4 separate regions of the Mus musculus genome follow, and all the other regions are linked to region 1. A link is a contact called in public ChIA-PET and HiChIP or PLAC-seq data. All regions are on one chromosome and are shown on one strand. The core of a region is the stretch at or near the end of the contact, and the rest is flanking DNA. Distances in the headings are between cores, read along the strand shown. Region 1 holds the start of Rpl36 (ribosomal protein L36). Region 2 overlaps Kdm4b (lysine (K)-specific demethylase 4B). Region 3 has its middle 13 kb from the start of Mir6977. Region 4 overlaps Rfx2 (regulatory factor X, 2 (influences HLA class II expression)).

Region 1 (3,131 bases), core at 69-2,568:
AGTTTCCTCTCCCTCCTGTGTTCTAGGACCTATTCCTACCTTCTTTGGACTCTTCTCAGGCCTGATCATCAGCACAGCCACCCTAGGGTACCAGAGTGGACCCTCTTGGCACGCAGGCTGAGGATCCCCACGAGGGCCTTAGCTCCATCCCAGGGTGATGCTACCCACAGGCCCCGCCTATCTGGGTTGGCCCCTCCCACTCTTATCCAAGTACTTGTGCTGCTGACGAGTTTTGCCCTCTGCTCCCTCCAGAGTACTGCATCCTGGTACATCCATGCCCTGCTTCGTAATGAGAGTTGGATTCTCTTATGTTCTCTACTGTTGGAATTCCTCAGGCTGACAGAGCGTGGAGTGTGGGAAGCTGAGGCAGGAGAGGAGGAGGCTCAAGTACAGCTCAGCTGCTGGAGCACTTGGGTGTTACACGCCTGTCATTATCAGGACAGCCTGGGCTGCACGAGACCATAGCTCACAGAAAAAAAGTGAGGAAGGAGAGGAGTGAGGGGGCACAGCCTGTGATTCTAGATAATTTGCAGCCCTCTCTACCCCAAGGCCTCCAGGGGACGCGAAACTCCTTCAACGAAACAGTTCATAAGGATCAGTCTATTGATCCGGACAGATTTGTTGTGACTGTTGTGACAGATCTATTGATCTGTTGGATCCGGAACCCTCCATGACGAAGGCAAACGGAGTTCTGTAAACTGACTTCTGACCTCTGCAAGTTTGTAGTGGCACATGCTCTCTCTCTTTCGAGACAGGGTTTCTCTGTGTAGCCCTGGCTGTCCTGGAACTCACTCTGTAGACCAGGCTGGCCTCGAACTCAGAAATTCGCCTGCCTCTGCCTCCCAAGTGCTGGATTAAAGGTGTGCGCCACCACGCCCGACACAAACAAAAAATTTTAAAAGCACTCTTTAAAGTCATTTTTAAAAAGATTTGTTTATTTAATTAGTTATTATGTATACAGCGGTCTCCCTGCATGTGTACCATCAGGCAAAATGAGGGCACCAGATCTCATTATAGATGGTTATTAGCCACCATGTGGTTAACTGAGAATTGAAATCAGGACCTCTGGAAGAGCAGACAGGGCTCTTAACCTCTGAGACATCTCTACAGAGCCCATTCCCCTCAAAAGCACTTTTATTGTCAGAGATTAAATTACTTCAACAGCTAACAACAGTGTGAGGCAGCATTCCAACTCCTAACCTAAGGGATGATTCCCAAGCCGAGGTCTCACGGGTGCCGTAGAACCTCCGGCCACCAGAGGTCGCCCGCAGCGCGCCTGTCTCTCTAGCCGGAAAGGCCTGCAAGTGGCATATATCCCAGGATTCTGCGCGGTGCCGTTCTTCCTGTCCCGGCCGCCATCGGAGAGCATCAGGTAAGTGGGCCTCGTCGGGGCTCATCTGCCCCCATCGGGCATCCCGGCCCCATGGGGAGTCCCTGCGGGCCGGCATGCGGGCGGGCGCGGGCCGAGGTACCGTGTCTCAGCCGCTGTCTTGTCCCCGCTGCCCACAGCCATGGCTCTGCGCTACCCCATGGCCGTGGGCCTCAACAAGGGCCACAAGGTGACGAAAAACGTCAGTAAGCCGAGACACAGCCGGCGACGCGGGGTGAGTGCTGGGGACGCGACCGCCTCGTCAGAGATGGGGACGGGGGTGAAGAAGTGAATATCGACACCTGCGTAGATTCTGTGTCGTTGGAATGGGAAGGTCTGAGTGGTTCGTGGGCCCGGTCGTTGATTGGGCGTCTGAGACTGGGAGTCGGTCGGTGGGCTGTTGCGTTCGGCCCCCTGTAAGGCCCATTTTGGGGTTCGTGACCTCGGGGCTGTGCTCGCAGCGCCTCACCAAACACACCAAGTTCGTGCGGGACATGATCCGGGAGGTGTGCGGCTTCGCACCCTACGAGCGGCGAGCCATGGAGTTGCTCAAAGTGTCCAAGGACAAGCGCGCACTCAAGTTCATCAAGAAGAGGGTAGGCAGCGTGCTGCACCGAGCACGGGTGGGGGTGTGGCTGGCTGCAGTGGCCCTGGGTGACATGCGACTACTCCTCGCAGGTGGGCACGCACATCCGCGCCAAGAGAAAGCGGGAGGAGCTGAGCAACGTGCTGGCAGCCATGAGGAAGGCGGCGGCCAAGAAGGATTGATGAACCCTCCCCCAATAAAAGATGGTTCCTACAGTTTTGTGTATGTGTGAGCTCACGGCGACACTGAGACTCAGGCTTAGGGCTTTTGGAAAGGTTTTCTTTATTCATGATTCTACAGCTGTGCTCGTGGCTCCGCCACACCATGATTTATTTAGTCCCAGGCCCCTGTGTCATCTCTCCACGGCCAGTGCCTCCCTGTGCTCTCGCCGGGGGAAGGCAATGGGGAATATGTCCCGATAGTGTTCCACGAAGTGAACTTCAAGGCCCTCTGTGATAAAAGGAGCTAAATCCGAGTAGTCCTTTCTGTTCTCAGCAGGCAGAATGATGCAGGTCACACCTGCACGCTTAGCCTGTGGAAAGATGTGTCAGCTGGGTGCTCTTCCACCCTGAGGTGGTCAGGGGTACAGGCGGCAGACACTCACCGCAATGGTCTTCTCCTTGATGCCACCCACAGGCAACACCTTGCCAGTGAGGGAGACCTCCCCAGTCATAGCCAGGTTCTGCAACACTGGCTGGCCCAGAGCCAGGGACAGCAGTGCAGTGACAATAGTACAGCCTGCGCTGGGACCATCCTTGGGGGTAGCACCCTGTGGGGAGAGGCAGTGGTGAGTTGCTGCGCTGATGGGTGCTATGGGGGGGGGGGGTGAATGATGGGCCTACCTCAGGCACATGCAGGTGGATGTGTGAGGTGACTAGGAAGTCATTTTCAGGGTCCTGCTCCATCAGGAAGGCACGAGCATAGGTGTAGGCTATGCGGGCACTCTCTTTCATCACATCTCCCAGCTGACCTGTCACCTCTAGGCTGCCATCCTTGTCCTCCTTGCTGCCACTAGGCTGGGGCCGCCTCAAAGATGTCTCCACAAACAATGTAGAGCCCCCTGGAAGGTGGAAAAGGCTAAATTTGTTCCTTACACTCCAATTCTGCACTTGAAGACTCCATAGCACTGGTAGCCTGCATTATCTATCCAGGCCCCGTCTTTATTTACATTTGTAG
Region 2 (3,032 bases), core at 382-2,881, 230 kb before region 1:
ATGTATAGCAAGGGCCGTGAATGAGCTTGGGGCTAGCTAGGGTGAACACTCTCTTAAGTCTCAGGCAGTCAGGCATTCCCACATGATCCCCGTAGACATGGTTCATTCCTTGCTCTGTGAAGTCAGCACCCTCCATGGAATGGTAACTCTGGGCTGACAGACAGGAACAGAGAGGCCAAGCAACTTTGCCAATGGTACCCAGCAGGTGCCATGTCCAGCATACCCTCCAGGTTCCTGGCCTGTTCAGTAGACCTATGTGCAGATGTGGTGTGAGCTTCTGGGAATGCACCAGGTCAGCCCTTCCTTCTTAAGAGTTTTCCAGGTGTGATAACATGGGCAGGCTCGAGGCACAGTCTGCCTGCCTGCCCACCAGCCTGCTTTTCACAGGCTGGAGCAATTCTCCACAGGTCACTAACTAGATCAAAGGGGTTCTCTTAGCGAGGGGGCGCCTCCTGTACAGCCCTGCCTGTCACTGGCTGCTGCATCAGCCTTTGCAAGTCACAGGCCACACACACAGTGTGGGAAGCTCAGCCCTGGTCCACACTGCAGGGAAGGGTCTCATCACGACCCCACCAGGCTGAGCTGTGGTGAGACCAGGGTGTGATTGAGAGCCTGGCTCTAGCTGCACGTTCAGCAGCTTCTCTGTCCCCTTGCCATTTCTGTGGCCAGATGCCAGTCTTCCCAGAAATACGACACTGGAGTTGGAGGGAAAGTCTGGAGGTAGCCTCCTCTTTGCATATCGTCATGCCCTTGTGGTAGACTGGTAGCAGCAGGCCCTCAGCACAGATTAATGACCAGGTAAGAACTGGCAGCCTTGTTTCCTGCTGTGGGTGACAGTTAGTTGCAGGCTGAGAGGCATAAGGCTGGCCTGAAACTGCAGTCACAGGGTCTGAGGTCGTGCCACCAGCTGGTCATTTGCTCCACTGGCCCCTGATCTATGCTGTGGCAGGGCTGTATGCACATGATGGCTATTGTGAAGTGTGTTCCTCCTCCATCCCTGTCTCATGACTTCTGCGCTATGAGTCCCAGAAGGCCAGTGGGAGCACAGAGGGTCCTGTGTAAGGCTGACACAGCCTTCTTGTGGTACAGCTGGCCACTGTTAGGTAGAGGGAAGATCTAGAAAGGTAGCCTAGCATGAGTTCCCCAGCACAATACATGGTCTTGGCGTTCTCTGTGGGGTATCCTAGCCTTGTACCCCATGTCAGAAGCCCCAACAGCCCTGGTGGCAACAGTGTTCTTAAGTATCATGTAAGGTCTTTGGTGGAGGAGGTACATGCTGATAACCCCCTGCCCCCTGCCACTGACTCCCCAGTAGGTTAAGTGAAGAGTACATCATGGACACCCCACATTATGTAGCCTGTGCATTACAATCTTGTCCCAATTTCCCTATGAGTAAACTGGGGCTCCAGGGGTTCCCATGGTAAGGGGTGCTGGGAAGTTGTGGGCTGCCCCAGAAGGCCATGATGGTCACACTGAGGTTTGCACAAAGCAGGGACTGACAGGACCCAGACAAAGAGCACCGTCAGGGGAGAAGACAGTCTAGTGCTGCCAGCTCCCTGCCACTCAGGACAAGTGGCCTCTGTGCCAAGAGGGGTGAGGTGGGTGTTGTCATGGGTACAGTGCCACACAAGGGGCATCATGACACCAGAGACTGCTGAGGGGCACAGGCCCCACCAGGCAGCACTGTGAGCTGGCGCCTAATCATCCTGTGCACAGTCCCTCTGGCTCCCTAATGAACTGGCTGCCGTTGCAGCGCTGGCAATCGTAGCAGAAATGGGCCAAGCCGCAGCTAGAGTTCTGTGCTGTAACCCTTAGTGGGCCAGAGTGTCTCCCTCAAACAGATGGCTCTTCAAAAATGTCCCTTCAATCATTGAGCTTGCCTTCCTCTGCTATGGGACTGGTGCACTTCTGTCACCCTAACACTCAGGACGCCGAGACAGGAAGATTGCCCCAAGTTTGAGGTCAGCCTTTTTAAAAGGTATTTCTGACATGGAAAGCTATGGTAGCATTGAAAAAGGGTGTGCATAGCCACAGCCAGCTGGTATGGTACTGTGGTTTAGCAAGGTCCACTTTTAAGAACTGACAAACCAGGCCTGAGCCAGGCATCCAGAGGACCCACTGTGGCCCAGTCTTCATCAGGTCAGCAGGGTTGATCAGCACCCCTCCTGCAGCCTGTAGTGTGCCCCTACCCTGGCTCCTAGACCCCAGGCCTGGTCACGTCTACATAGAAGGGATGTGGTGCAGACCTGGGTGTAGGGGCAGTCATATCTGAATATGTCCAGCCATGGGTGACCATGTTGGTGAGCTGGGGACAATGTTGTTGTCCCCTCTAGGACATGCCCTACCCTTACCAAATTCTAGCCGCTCCAGCAACAGGCTGTGTTCCGCCCTGGTTCCTATGCCATGACTGAGAGTTGTCCCTGCCACACTGGTGAGAGCAGGAGAGTCCCTGCAGTAACATGCTATCCGGTTTGGTGGTTTTATTGAGCTGTGTTTTAATCATCTCCTCTCCAGCTATTGCCTCCCCCAGCTCACTGTTTCGCATGAGCGGGTTCTGGTGTAACCAAGCCTGTCAAAAGAACACAGCCTCCAACCAGAGCTCAGAGCTCACAGAAGATCCTGGGAACCCAGGTGGCCTCACTGCTGTGCACCCAGCCTGACTCTGAGTGAGGCAGAGGGAACAGATTCAAAGTGTGGGAGCCCCAGGGACAGGGTCGCAATTGAGGCAGAACCTTTGTGCCTGACACAGCCCTAAAGGAGCCAGGAAGTCAAGGGCTTGCAACTCTCAGCAGAGCTGGAATAAGCATGTATGCACCCTACTACAAATGAGACACCTCCCAGCAGTCTTCAATCTCTAGAAATGCATGGTATACAGGCACAGTCTGTTAATGGGGATGACCCTGGGCCCAGGGGCATTGGGGCAAGGTTTAGCTAGGCACAGAGCCCTGGTCCAGCACCACAAGGGAAGTATGGGGCCTTTGTCCCGTGTTTGCCAGCCACACTCCAGTGTTTCAACTTCATTAGACAAGCAC
Region 3 (3,102 bases), core at 94-2,593, 210 kb before region 1:
ACACAGCTTCCTGGACAATCGTAAAAACCATGTTTCTCCCTCTCCACACTGCTCTCTGCACCTCAACCCCAACCCTTCCCGATGCTGGCCATTTGGACATCCTAGAGAGAACCATTCGGAAGACCCAGGTTTCAGATCCCAGGAACATCACCAAAGCAGACACAAGGGAGATATGTCTCAGGGCCCTAGCCCCTGTGCTGGAAATGAGTGTGATCTATGGGGTCACTGGCCCTGTGCCTGGAGAAAACAAGAAATGGCTGCTGCCGGGTAATGCAGTGGCTGCAGAGGGGTCCTGCCATGACAAATGTTCCCCGCTTCTAACAGTTGAACAGAGTGGAGACCAAAATCCATTTCATTTCCTGCGTAGTCCCAGTGCCATGCACAAGAAACAGGACACTAGTTCTGGAGAGATGGCTCAGTGGTTAAGAGCACAGAGGTCCCGAGTTCAATTCCCAACAACCACATGGTGGCTCACAACCATCTGTAATGAGATCTGTAATAAGATCTGATGCCCTCTTCTGGTGTGTCTGAAGAAAGCTACAGTGTACTTACATATAAAATCTTTTAAAAAAGAAAAAGAAGAAACAGGACCCTAGCTCTGACTGAATGTGCCACATATCCATCCTGAGTCCATGTTGGCAGCCAGATCATGCCTCTATTGCTTTTATTTATTTTCTGGGACTTGGGGCTATAAAGAAGGGACTTGGATGATATAGGATAGTTAGTCCTTGCAAGATGGAGGCTTGAAGACCAAGCTTAGGGCTTGCCTAGCTCACAACTCCTCAGGAGATCCCAAGCCACAGCAATCTGGAATCCCTCGGCAGTAGTGAGTGTTCTGGGTCTCACATCAGTTTCTTAGTCAGAGTTTCTCTTGCTGTAAGGAAACACTGTGACCAGAGCAACCTGGAAAGGATACAGCTTATTTGATCGACATTTCTGCATCCATCACTGAAGGAAGCTGGGACAGAAATGCAAACAGGACAGGAACCTGGAGCCAAGAGCTGTTGCAGAGGCCATGGAGGGATGTTGCTTACTGGCTTGCTCTTGTGGCTTGCTCAGCCTGCTTTCTTCTAAAACCCAGGGCCACCAGTCCAGGGATGGCCCCACCCACGGTGGGCTAGGCTCTCCCACATCAATCACTAATTTAGAAAATGCCCCACAGGCTTGTGCAAAGCCATTTTCTCAGTGGGGGTTTTCTCCTCTCAGATTCTAGTTTGTAGCAAATTGACTTAAGACTAGCCAGCACTTGCTGGCATGTCAGTGACAGTGCCACCTTGTCTGCATAACTTGAGGCAACACTGGCATTGGGGTACCAGGGACATTGTACCTTTAGGCTGATGTGACCTTTGATCTGACTGTGACCTCTGTGACACTGGGACAGTTAACTGACTCTGGGCTTCTGATCCTCCTGCTTCCACTTCCTGATGTTGCAATGATGGGCCTGTGCCAACAGGCCTGTCAGTAACATTTAAAAACTATTTTTAAGACTCACTTTTTAGAGTGGTATGTGGTGGCACATACCTTTAACCCTAGCGTTTGGGAGGCAGAGGCCGGTAGATCTCTGTGAGTTCGAAGCCAGCCTAGTCTTCAGAGGACATCCAGAGCTACCCAGAGAATTCCTGTCTTAGAGAACCAAACAATAAATAATGGCTTTGTGGCTAGGAAGGGCTCATTCAGGTGTGAGAGCAACCCACTCAGAATCAGACGGCAAATGGCCCAGCTGAGTCTCACTCATGCTGTGAGCCTCACCCACCAGGTCTGAGCATGGAGAAGCTGGAATCTCCCTCTGTCAGCTATGGGGCGTCCAAGTAGACACCAGCACTAAAGGGGACAACCAACCCAGAGATTGACTTTGGTCAGGGCTCCGGCCGTGATGTGTTAATGTCACCTCTGAACCCAAGCGAACAGAAGCAACTCTGATAGCTACCCACAGACTTCCTGCTGGTGTCTGATGGAGCTGCTGCCCACAGAGGCTGCGCCACACAGCCTTCAGGCCACCAATCAGGTGTCACGGCCGCATAAATTCAACCACCATATGCATTCGGCAGGCATTTTGCATACCAGTTGTGATATGTAAAGAAAAATCAAATGTAATCAGCTTTCAAGTGGATGATTCCCAAAGGATCCGGAACACATCCCTCATTGGTGTCTTTACTGCACAGCCATTGTCGGGCACTCACAACACTTCTCTAGCCCCTGTGGTTTTTGTTTTGTAACATCATACTAGTAGCCTGAGATTGGTTGTGATGGCATGGTTTACACCATCAACTCAGAAGTGACACCATGAACCCTTGGCCTTCCTCTCGACTACTGAAGGTTACTGTGACTCCAGCCATCACACCTCACCGCCTACAGGAAAAGGGGGAATTAGCAAATGACAGAAATGGGTGGCAGCTCCTCGCTGTCTGTTCTTTGGGGTGAGTTCCCCAGCCACTTATGCTTCGTTTCCCAGAACTGTGTCCCTGGAGCCTGGCCAAGCAGCCCTGCAAGTAATTATGGTTTTCTGTCTTCTGTGTAGAAGGTGGCCAGAGACTGCAGTGAGGGCTTCTGCTGACCATGACTAGTCCTTATCCACCCTTGTTTTAGCAGCCACAGGGCATCTTGGGAAGAGCAGAGTGGGAACAGCTGGGGATACCAGGAGGAGATGCTGCTTAAGTATGAAGCCCCACACAATTTTCCTTATCAAGACTTGGGTAGAGCTAGCTTGTGGGGCAACAGGCTATGCACAGACGCCTGGTCCCCAGTTGAGCTGAAGTCTTGAACCCCAGTGGAACCCGGTGGTGGTAATTTCCACTTACATGGAATGGAAGGCGTTTGATCATGTCTCCTGGACCCCTGGCTCCTGTTACCACCCCCACAGCCCTGTTGAAGTTACCACCCCCACAGCCCCCACAAGAGAAGCGTGTGGCTAATAGTCATGTAGACAATATCCCAGGCTTCTGGCCTTCTGGCTAGACTCTTCCCCACAGTTTCCTAGCAACAGCAAGATAACAAGCCCATTATAAGAGGGGCTGTTTGGCCCCTCCTCACCCTCTTACTCTCTAAGCTTTTACCTTTCTCTCTCTGAGCCTTTACCTTTCTTACTCTCTCACTCTCTTTCCC
Region 4 (3,266 bases), core at 745-3,244, 210 kb after region 1:
CACATCTTTAATCCCAGCACTCAAGAGGCAAAGGCAGGAAAATTTTTATGAGTCTGAAGACAGCCTGGCCAACAGTGAGAGCTCCAGGACAACTTAGTGAGTCCCTGTCTTAAAAACACTGAAAAGGGCTTGGAGAGATGGCTCAGCGGGGTAAGAGCACCGACTGCTCAGAGGTCTTGAGTTCAATTCCCAGCAACCACATGGTGGCTCACAACCATCTGTAATGGGTTCTGATGCCCTCTTCTGGTGTGTCTGAAGACAGCGACAGTGTATTCATATAAATAAAATAATAAATCTTTTTTAAAAAACACTAAAAAATTAGTGGAGAGTAAATGCAGCTTTGAGCATGCTAGGCGAAGACTCCACCCACGGACCACGCCCCCAGTCCCTCACTGGGGGATTCCAGGCAGGGGCTCCACCCATGACCACGCCCCCTCATGAAACAACAACTAACCGACCTGTCCAAGCTGAAACAACAACTAACCGACCTGTCCAAGCTGGTCTTAACTTTCAATCCTCCTGCCTCAAACTCCCATTGTCTGGGGTGGTTGGCCTGTGCCACCAGGCCCAGCTCAACAGCTTTTCAACATAACAGCACTCCCGGACCTGTCTGTAAAATCCCGCGGGATCATAGCATCCAATAGGGCAGCTGGCTAAGGTGGTGCTTGTTGAAAGAAGAATAAAGTAATTAATCACGAACTGAAATGGAAGCAATGGCATCTGTGGGTTTTAATGCAGGTAATTATACTCACTGTAAAATCACCACAGCACAAAACAGTAACAGGCTTATTCATTCACTGTTAATTGCCTGGTTGTATTTCAAATGTTCTCTCAAAAATTAAATCATTTGACTGCACAGTAATTTTTATGTAAAGAGGTCCACAGGAGGTAGACAGAAGTTCAGGGTGGCAATGTATGCTTGTCACCCCGGCATCTGAAAGCAGAGAGAAGCGGGAAGATCACAAAACAAAATAAGGACTAGCAAGATGGCTCAGAGAAAGGGCTTGCTGCTGAGTCTGGTGGTCTGAGTTCAATCCCAGGGACCCACACAGTAGAAGAGAGAACGGATCCCCATAAATTGTCCTCTGACCTCTGCACATGTGCACACACACACACACAAAAGTAAATAAATGTAATAAAAAATTTAAAGGTTAGCTTTATGTTATATGGATTTTTATTTCCATTTATTTATAAAAATAAATTTTATAAAAGGATAAGTGTTGAGGAATACCTAGTCAGAACAAAAGGCGCACCTGGTGCAGGGTGGCTGTTTTCCTCAGAGAAAGGACATCGCTTGTGATCAAGTGACAATTGGGCGGGTGCAAAACCTCAGAGGCAAAATCCTTGTGACCTTTGCAGCAATGGACTTGGGGACCAAACAAGTCAAGAGGCTTTGCAGGGATGGTCCCACAGGAGGGGGGAGGTAGGAGGGAGGGATGATTTAGAAAGGCTGGGCTTATGCTGCCAACACTTGCCTCTGCAAGGCCCATAAATAGACCAGCCCAAGGGGGATGAATGGGGAGCAGAGAGCGGGAGGCTGGCATTGCACAACACAAAGTCCGAAACAAGATGAGGCTGGGGTTTGGGAACCTAGACAAAGGCAGCCAAGAGAACGTGGGAGCAGCAGGGTGTGAAACTGGTAGTTTCTAAAAGATCTTACAAGTTTCTGGAAGAAGATTCTAAAAGTTTCTAGAACATTAATTGGGAGGTCAAAGGAAAGCTATTTGGGATCAGTGTCTCAGAATCATACTGTATTATCAAAAAATTATCAACTGTATTTTAAAATACGAGGGAAGTTGACATTAGGGCAAATAATCTCATTCAGGGTGAGGTCTTGCTTGGGTTTCTGTTTCGAACTGTTTGTTTAAAGTGCAAGAAGGCAAACTACAGCAGAAACCACAGAACTCGTGTGAGGTTCCGGAGTAGAGCCCTGTATTCAGGCAGCAGGACACAGATGCCATTGGTGGTTCACGGTACATGACAGGACACTGTGGGCAGGGTGGTCTGTAGGCTGTGTGTAGACTGCACTAACTGGAGAGGAGCACCTGCCTTGGTGGTGTCTGTGGGAGACACACACCCACCCCTCGGAGGGACTTGGAGGGCCAGGAAGCCTGGCTGCTCCATGAGCCCTGGCGTAGTCAAGGCAACAAGCACAGACTTGTGGCTATGGAACCAGCCTGGCAGGGCACATGGGTGCAGCTCCTGGTGAGGAATGTGGCTGCATCAGCACAGGGGAACGTGAGTGGGTGGGGTGGACCTGACACAGCGACATGGGCTCCAGGAGGCGCCTCAAGGGGCTCAAGAACCATCTCTGGTGCCTTCAGGATTCAAGGTGGCATTGAAGTATATGTGTTGCTGGGGAGGGCCTGTTACCTAGCATTCTGGAACACTTACAAGATTGCAAATTGGTTGGGCCGGGAGGCAATGAACAGGGAAAGGAGGAGAGGGCAGTGTGCATGCTCACTCGTGGTGGGCATGGAAGTGGTACTGAGGCCACAGCTTCTTCTTCTTTTTTTTTTTTTTTTTGGTTTTTCAAGACAGGGTTTCTCTGTATAGCCCTGGCTGTCCTGGAACTCACTCTGTAGACCAGGCTGGCCTGGAACTCAGAAATCCACCTGCCTCTCTGCCTCCTGAGTGCTGGGATTAAAGGTGTGCGCCACCACCCCCATCGAGGCCACAGCTTCTTAAGCAAAGGTGCAGCCTCAGGCAAGGACAATAAGAGTCACCGTCATCTGCACTGCAAGGACAGTAGAAGGCAGTCACAGTCAAGAAGCCTCAGAACCAGCTGCTTCCTTTTGACACGGGCAGTGCCACAACCTGCCTCCTAGCCCAGAGCTGCTGGGCATCCTAGGACACACCTACATAGCGGAAACTTAGGCAGCAAGGAAAAAGAAGCATTGGCAGCAGAGCCAGAAGGAAACAGATGGTGGGTGGGGAGGCTGCTGAGGGCTGCTCGATGCGTGCAGAAGCACAAAGGTAAGTATTAGCTCAGCCATGGACTCCAGTTACCACTCCAAGGACATAAGGACAGTGGCTCAGAGAAAGACCCAGACACCAAAAGGCCACACAGGGTGTGGGGCTCGGTGACAGATGTCCAGAGTAGGGAAACTCAGATACTGGAAGTGGATTCATGGGCGCTGTTCAGGAGAGGAGGTTTCGTTGAGAGCGATGGACTGTTTGGGAATTAAATAGAGGAAATGCTTACACAACCTTGTGAATGTATCCAAAGCCCCTCAACTACCTGTACATAAAGAGTGAATTTAAGT

The links. ChIA-PET counts read pairs in DNA pulled down with a chosen protein or histone mark. HiChIP or PLAC-seq counts read pairs in DNA pulled down with a chosen protein or histone mark.
Region 2: an H3K4me3 HiChIP or PLAC-seq map of forebrain shows a contact between it and region 1, with 3 times the contacts expected there. The contact joins the enhancer-like site here to the promoter of Rpl36 in region 1. A contact is called at or near these places in 8 of 39 promoter capture datasets (the 3T3-L1 cell line, cranial neural crest, embryonic stem cells and 4 more), 1 of 484 Hi-C or Micro-C datasets (nephron progenitors), 11 of 115 datasets of contacts at active chromatin or transcription factors (bone marrow-derived macrophages, craniofacial prominence, double positive thymocytes and 7 more) and 4 of 9 other capture datasets (adipose tissue, liver, macrophages and 1 more).
Region 3: a contact with region 1 is called in an H3K4me3 HiChIP or PLAC-seq map of bone marrow-derived macrophages, with 2.2 times the contacts expected there. The contact joins the enhancer-like site here to the promoter of Rpl36 in region 1. A contact is called at or near these places in 10 of 39 promoter capture datasets (the 3T3-L1 cell line, 3T3-L1-derived adipocytes, cranial neural crest and 6 more), 1 of 484 Hi-C or Micro-C datasets (embryonic stem cells), 11 of 115 datasets of contacts at active chromatin or transcription factors (bone marrow-derived macrophages, craniofacial prominence, embryonic basal ganglia and 8 more) and 3 of 9 other capture datasets (adipose tissue, liver and pancreatic islet).
Region 4: a contact with region 1 is called in an RNA polymerase II ChIA-PET map of memory CD8 T cells, with 56 read pairs. The contact joins the enhancer-like site here to the promoter of Rpl36 in region 1. A contact is called at or near these places in 4 of 484 Hi-C or Micro-C datasets (CD4 T cells, the N1E-115 cell line, Sertoli cells and 1 more), 4 of 115 datasets of contacts at active chromatin or transcription factors (astrocytes, effector CD8 T cells, memory CD8 T cells and 1 more) and 1 of 9 other capture datasets (adipose tissue).

The regions. Positions count from the first base shown.
Region 1 is chr17:56,612,077-56,615,207 of GRCm38.p6, forward strand. Rpl36 (ribosomal protein L36) reads left to right here and starts at 1,319. Exons shown (of 4, transcript NM_018730.3): 1 at 1,319-1,372; 2 at 1,510-1,604; 3 at 1,831-1,965; 4 at 2,048-2,170. The coding sequence starts at 1,512. The coding sequence ends at 2,137. It overlaps Lonp1 (lon peptidase 1, mitochondrial), which reads right to left. Exons shown (of 18, transcript NM_028782.2): 16 at 2,798-3,015; 17 at 2,560-2,724; 18 at 2,221-2,487. The coding sequence ends at 2,308.
Region 2 is chr17:56,378,815-56,381,846 of GRCm38.p6, forward strand. The region is part of intron 8 of Kdm4b (lysine (K)-specific demethylase 4B); the gene reads left to right. It overlaps Gm32715 (a long non-coding RNA gene), which reads right to left. Exons shown (of 3, transcript XR_003952227.1): 3 at 1-3,032. Among named protein-coding and RNA genes, the nearest start is that of Gm32715, 8.3 kb to the right of the region's middle. Within about 2 kb of position 1,632, at least 44 of the 459 cell types and tissues checked have an H3K27ac peak or open chromatin away from gene starts, as enhancers often do. A contact at or near this core is called in forebrain, where this site is marked.
Region 3 is chr17:56,404,143-56,407,244 of GRCm38.p6, forward strand. No RefSeq gene overlaps it. Among named protein-coding and RNA genes, the nearest start is that of Mir6977, 13 kb to the right of the region's middle. Within about 2 kb of position 1,344, at least 24 of the 459 cell types and tissues checked have an H3K27ac peak or open chromatin away from gene starts, as enhancers often do. A contact at or near this core is called in bone marrow-derived macrophages, hematopoietic stem and progenitor cells and liver, where this site is marked.
Region 4 is chr17:56,817,822-56,821,087 of GRCm38.p6, forward strand. The region is part of intron 1 of Rfx2 (regulatory factor X, 2 (influences HLA class II expression)); the gene reads right to left. Among named protein-coding and RNA genes, the nearest start is that of Rfx2, 12 kb to the right of the region's middle. Within about 2 kb of position 1,995, at least 170 of the 459 cell types and tissues checked have an H3K27ac peak or open chromatin away from gene starts, as enhancers often do. A contact at or near this core is called in adipose tissue, astrocytes, effector CD8 T cells and 3 more, where this site is marked.